Regions from separate parts of the Danio rerio genome. Here region 1 is linked to region 2. The links are chromatin contacts, called in public Micro-C maps. All regions are on one chromosome and are shown on one strand. The core of a region is the stretch at or near the end of the contact, and the rest is flanking DNA. Distances in the headings are between cores, read along the strand shown. Region 1 holds the start of LOC110437942 (E3 ubiquitin-protein ligase RNF14-like). Region 2 overlaps nek3 (NIMA related kinase 3).

Region 1 (3,298 bases), core at 11-2,510, 160 kb after region 2:
TAGATATTATCCCTGCAATGATTTTATAAGTAAGTTTAAGGAAGGTTTTTCACCCTTGTGCTGTTTTTTGTACAATGGAACCGGAAACAATTCTTCATTTATTTTTCAGTTGCAGTTACACAAAACGGTTTTGGTCCCAAGTTTCCTCACTACTTTTTAAAGTGTTTTATAAATTTATCAGTATAACTGAGCTAATGGTTTTATTTATGGATTGCAACTCTGGATTACTGGAAATGGACAAAATAACTAAAATTCTTATTTTATTCGGAAAGTATCACATCCACAAAACAAAATGTATGCTGACTACCAAATTGTAAACTATTTTTCATTGATCTAAAACTTTTTTATGATTCCCTCACTGCTATACAAAGTAATACCAAAGCTATTAAGACATCTCAACTACTGGAAAAAATACTTAATGTACACGATTAATTTTTGTTGTTAATTCCATCGTATACTGTTTTATGTATAACTCTGTACACCCCATGTTTGATCAATAAAAAAGAGTGTTCACTGCCTCACTGATCAAACATACGATTCAAGATATTTTGTAACAAAATAAATAAAAAATAAGTGACTCAACTAAAAAAAGAAACACAAACCAGACCTGTTTAATAAATGAGTTCCAACAGTATATTTTATCTACATGTGGCATGTTTCATCACATTTATTCGGGTTAATAGTTTTTATATATTGTTTTTGTGGGGTTTTTTTCATGTTAATGTAACATTTGTGCAGTTTTAAAGAGCAAAAATATATTTTAAATTAAAGTGGATTAACATGTGTTTTTTTTTTTTATTTGTTTATTTTAAGTTTCACTGTTTTTTCGCACACAATCATCTGCCCACTAGTGGCGTAAATTACACAGTGTGCCTTTAAAGGGGTGGTCCACTATCACATTTTTAACTTTAGTTCATTGATGTGTAATATAGCTGTGTGACCCAGCCGACGCTCGAACCAGCAACCTTCTTGCTGTGAGATGAAAACGCTACCCACTGTACCACCGTGCTGCCCTAACTGAGAATAAGTAGTATGAATATCACCACCGTAGCTCATTCCTGAACGGAGGAATAATTGTCACAACTGCCCCATATTCCCTAAGGTTGCAACTGTCCCCATTCCCTAAACAAACACACATAGCCTGCATTTCAAACTGGAAATTCTAATTTAAAGTCTAAGTCAACCAAATAAACATGTCTACTACAACTAACGTTTCTATGCATGTCTTTTTATTTATTTATTTATTTTGCCTTTACGTCATCGCTTTACAGCCAGTAGTGACGGTATTACTCCACCTGCTGTAGCAAGTGAAGCTGTACCTGCTAAAGCAAGGAGAAACCAGGTAGCATAGAGCTTTATTTACTCTTCTTGACCTATTCAGAATAAATAATAAGTGTGTAAAAGGAGTGAACCAATGTTTGACAGAACTTTAATTTGTCTTGTAGCCTAGTTTATTTTGACAACTACTGTAAGTAGTCTGGATAACCTATTTCCTGGGTTGTTTTAGATTTCAACTAAATATTACAGTTAGTTCAAATAATATTAAACAACTGTATATTATTGTGTATAATATAAGAGCATGTTAATACGAGTCATTGTCCGGATTTTTAATGTGGCACCGAATTGTTGATTCATGAAAGAATCGGCTCTACGAACCGACTCCTTTAAGTGAAGTGGTGAGAGTCAAGAGAAGATGATTCGCTTGCGTTTGATGCTTGTACACTACTTTATATCAGTAGCAAACATTTGATATTTAACCAGGCTGAATTATAAAAGGCAGAAGTAAACTAAGAGCCGTTCGGGAGTCGAAAGAGTTGGTTGAGGTAAATGATTCCCATCAGTAGTTCGGATGCGGAAGCTGACTGTGTAAGGGACCGTCTAAAAGTTATGTCCATTTTTGTAAAACGTCGGCGCGGCACTAATTACAAACTTATACACAATAGTTAAAACATCACTTTCACATTCTTATTGTTTCTCAGTGTGATATTTACATAATAATAGTTTACAGAGGAGTTCGTCAATTCCTCCTAAAGGTCTCATAAAATTAAAATAAAGATTTTTTGTTATTGTCAGTATTGTTAGTTTTAAATATGTCTATAAGCTAGTGTGCTCCAAAACAGTGACAAAATTACTTCTCATTTGTTCTTCATTCGCACTTGAGCTCAACCACTCTCACTTGGTAGAGCGGGGGAAAAGCAAAATGCTATTGGCTGTTTTTAAAAGGGGGAGGAGCTACACTATGTCCTATGTTTAACACACCTGAATAAGCTAATCAAGATCTTACTTGAATCTCCCAAACAGATGTGTTAAAGAGTCCTTTTATGCATTATAAAAGGTCATACTTTGGTTTTAGGGGTCTGTAACAACAGGCTGATATGCATGCAAAATCAAAAAAACACTTTTAGTGTCTTATATAGATTTATTTTTACCTAAACAAAGGACTCCCATATCCCATATTTTTTATCTTAATGACTCCTGAATGATTTGTTTAGAGATTCATTTTATTCAAAACCACTCCTTTGTGTGACGATAATCTGCAGTGATTGATCTGATGACCCAGTCTGTTGTGATTGGTCAATTGTGTTTGCAGTTGTAAATAAAACACTGTTAATGACACTGGGGTCCGTTCTTTGTATGTAGATTACTCAGTTAGCTGGATTTGGAGGTTGACGATTTGACATGATCCAGGATCGTTTAGTTCTTCAAAACTCATCTGAGAGTTGTTGTTATAGCAATAGTTCTGGTAGCTCAAACCTGGTCGGGAGCAGGCTCATTTCATATAAACAGGATTAGATCGGGTCATTTCAAGTAAAAATAATAATGGAAGTATGTACCAAATGCTGATATTTTCTTACAGTAGTTATATACACTTGGTAAAACGGTAAATATATATTTTAACTATATATATATATATATATATATATATATATATATATATATATATATATATATAAACTTAAAAAAATAATATATATATATATATATATATATATATATATATATATATATATATATATATATATATATTAATTAAACCTACGCAATCTGCAAAGACTTTAAAGTACAAAGACTGCCATCTGGTGGGTCAAAGAAAAAATGATATAAATGATATATAGTTTATTGATATAAACTTTTTAGATGCAAACGCGTACATGCACAACATTTGACTTTTTTTTTTTTAAAGGATAATAATTTATGCAGTCATGCACCTGTTTTGACTGATAATATGCCGACGATAAGATGCTTTCCAAAAGTTGCAGACACCTTTACCTATATCAAAATGCTTTTTTGATGCAAA
Region 2 (2,892 bases), core at 287-2,786:
ACAAGTACAAATGGAGAATGTCAATCATCGTTTTTTCTGACTGTTTTTATTAAGTGTGATTATAAAAAATAAAACCTATAAATTTTTACGATTGGAATCTGGTTATATTCAGACTGTTCATCAAATGCACCAAAGCTCCAAAAATACAAACTTATTAAATTAAAAAGGCTAACACAAAGCGTTGAACGTCTAATTCAAAGCAGCAGCAGTGTTTTTGCCATCTCCTGTAGTCCTGTCAGGTTCCTTTACTGAAGAAAAGGGCTAAATACTCTGCAGTTGTAAAGAATAACTGAAGTAAATAATTCAGGACCTTTGAACCCGTCTGTGTGGTTTTAATTTTATTTTTTTAATTGATATTATTAAATATATTGTTATATTTTATATTATAGTTAAATATATGCATATATATATATATATATATATATATATATATATATATATATATATATATATATATATATATACTGTATATATATATATATATATACTGTATGTATATATATATATATATATATATATATATATATATATATATATATATATTGGGGATGTAACGGTATTGTAAATACCGTCATACCGCAATATTAATTTTTTTCGATATTACCGTAGTCGAATGACTCGGTAAAACTATAGGTCTTCTGAGAAAATTTGCTCAGGCGAATGAAGCGAACGAGAGGTAGCGAAAACTACAATTCCCATCAGCCCATGCTTGACCATCATCCCTTGTGGTCTGTTGTCGCTACAGATCCAGTAATGCGGAAATGGAGTGTGCTGCTAGAAGCGGGGATGAAAAAGAGCTGGAAAACTCTAAAGCGGGTGTTGTTGCCGCGCGCGTACTGAATAGCGGTGTTGTCACGCGAGTTCTTATCAGCTGTGTTGTCGCGCGTGTACTGAATAGCGGTGTTGTCGCGCGAGTTCTTATCAGCAGTGTTGTCGCGCGCGTACTGAATAGCGGTGTTGTCAGCACACTGTTCAGATTGATGCAGACGTGAAATTCTGATACCGTTACATCCCTAATATATATATATATATATATATATATATATATATATATATATATATATATATATATATACTGTATATTCATCTATCTATCTACCTATCTATCTATCTATCTATCTATCTATCTATCTATCTATCTATCTATCTATCTATCTATCTATCTATCTATCTATCTATCAATGCTGACTGTCTATCTATATATCTGTCCATCCGTTCATCCATCTATCTGAGCTGACCTTCCGTCCATCCATTCATCCATCTATCTATCTCATACCCGGCTGTTTTGTGTTCAGGTGATGTAGATAGAGTTGACGGATCTGAAAAGATGATCCCAGACTACAGCAGACTGGATCCGCGTTCAGATGATGAAGACACGTGAGTTTCTGCTGTTTTCTCTCTGCCAGTAATTGTGTCTCTTACCTCCACCCAGTCCATTATATCCCAGAATCCTCACATTACTTTCCTGACTGCAGGGATTTTGAAGAGGATTGTCCGCATGACTGGATCAACCACCTAGAGAAAGCGCTTGATGAGCATGACTAATATAATGTGAGTTATTAAATGTGTACGCACCACTTTATTTCTGTTTGATCAGTCTCTTTCTAATACTCTTAATAAATCATAAAAATGTAACAACAGAGTGATTTCGGATTGTTCTTGAAAAGTATTGACTTTCACGTAAACCCTTCACGTGTGATCAAACGTGTGCTGTTTTTACACAACACTGCTGCAACTCATTTGTAATGTGTAATAGTGAGGGTGTCCATGGCAGCACTTCTTTGTTTATTAACAAAAATCAATCAAAGTCAGACTCTGGAAAAGTGTATTTGACTATGGCATGTTAAAGCCGGATAAGTTGAGTCACTAAATAAACAATAAAAAAGCACGCTGTATTAATGTCACCTGTTGAAAACATGTGCGGGTAACATTTGACTTCAAGTCAAAACAAAACATATTCACGCACATACACTAAGCACAGTTTAGCTTTCATTTTGTCAGTTCACCTATAGCGCATGTGTTTGGGCTGTGGGGGAAACCAGAGGACATAGAAGAAACCCACGCCAACATGACATGCGCTTTAAGCGTATTGAATAAACTAAATTGTCCATAGTGGATGAGCATGTGTGTGAATGAGTGTGTATGGGTGTTTCCCAGCACTGGGTTGCGGCTAGAAGGGCATCTTCTGTGTAAAACATATGCTGGAATAGTTAACGGTTCATTCTGCTGTGGCAACCTCTGAAATTAAGACTAAGCTGAAGGAAATGAATGAATGAATGTTTGAGTAAATATTCAACTGCTTATTTAAAAAATTAAAATTGTCATATTTTAAATGCTTAAGAACTTCTTGCTGACTTATGGGTTAATTCTAGTGTTTTGAAGTATAAAGAACGTAAAGGGACACTTAGTATTTTGATATATAATATATATTTGTAATGCTGATTGTGGAGAAAGTGTGTCTCTTTTTCTCGCCACTAGGTGGAACACAGAATATACAGATAAAACTGTTGCAGGGAAATTCAGGAGCTTGCAGGTTAGATTAAATTCTCACCCTGCGGAAATAACCACAGCCTACAACCTCATCAAGAGATGTTGCAATGTTCAGATTTATCATCTTCATATCTTCAAAAGAAACTCTTTCAATGACTGACTTGCGTTTTCCCCACAGATACTTTTCTTAGAGTAATTTGTTCTGTAATAACCATGACACAGATTGGCATCCTACAAATAAATAAAACATACATATATATATATATATATATATATATATATATATATATATATATATATATATATATATATATATATATATATAGTTTTAGAGGTCATCTTTATAATATGTTGTTTTATCAGTGTTGTTTTTATTATTGATTAGATTTACAGAATGGATGG

What was found. Hi-C and Micro-C count contacts between places; a contact is called where the count stands out from the background.
Region 1: a contact with region 2 is called in a Micro-C map of caudal fin, with 19 times the contacts expected there. The contact joins the promoter of LOC110437942 here to the enhancer-like site in region 2. A contact is called at or near these places in 3 of 18 Hi-C or Micro-C datasets (caudal fin, hematopoietic stem cells and an unstated tissue).

What each region holds. Positions count from the first base shown.
Region 1 is chr15:3,938,624-3,941,921 of GRCz12tu, forward strand. LOC110437942 (E3 ubiquitin-protein ligase RNF14-like) reads left to right here and starts at 1,261. Exons shown (of 7, transcript XM_073924361.1): 1 at 1,261-1,342.
Region 2 is chr15:3,773,400-3,776,291 of GRCz12tu, forward strand. It overlaps nek3 (NIMA related kinase 3), which reads left to right. Exons shown (of 14, transcript XM_073924328.1): 12 at 1,296-1,377; 13 at 1,476-1,551. The coding sequence ends at 1,545. Among named protein-coding and RNA genes, the nearest start is that of nek3, 21 kb to the left of the region's middle. Within about 2 kb of position 1,537, at least 5 of the 62 cell types and tissues checked have an H3K27ac peak or open chromatin away from gene starts, as enhancers often do. A contact at or near this core is called in caudal fin, where this site is marked.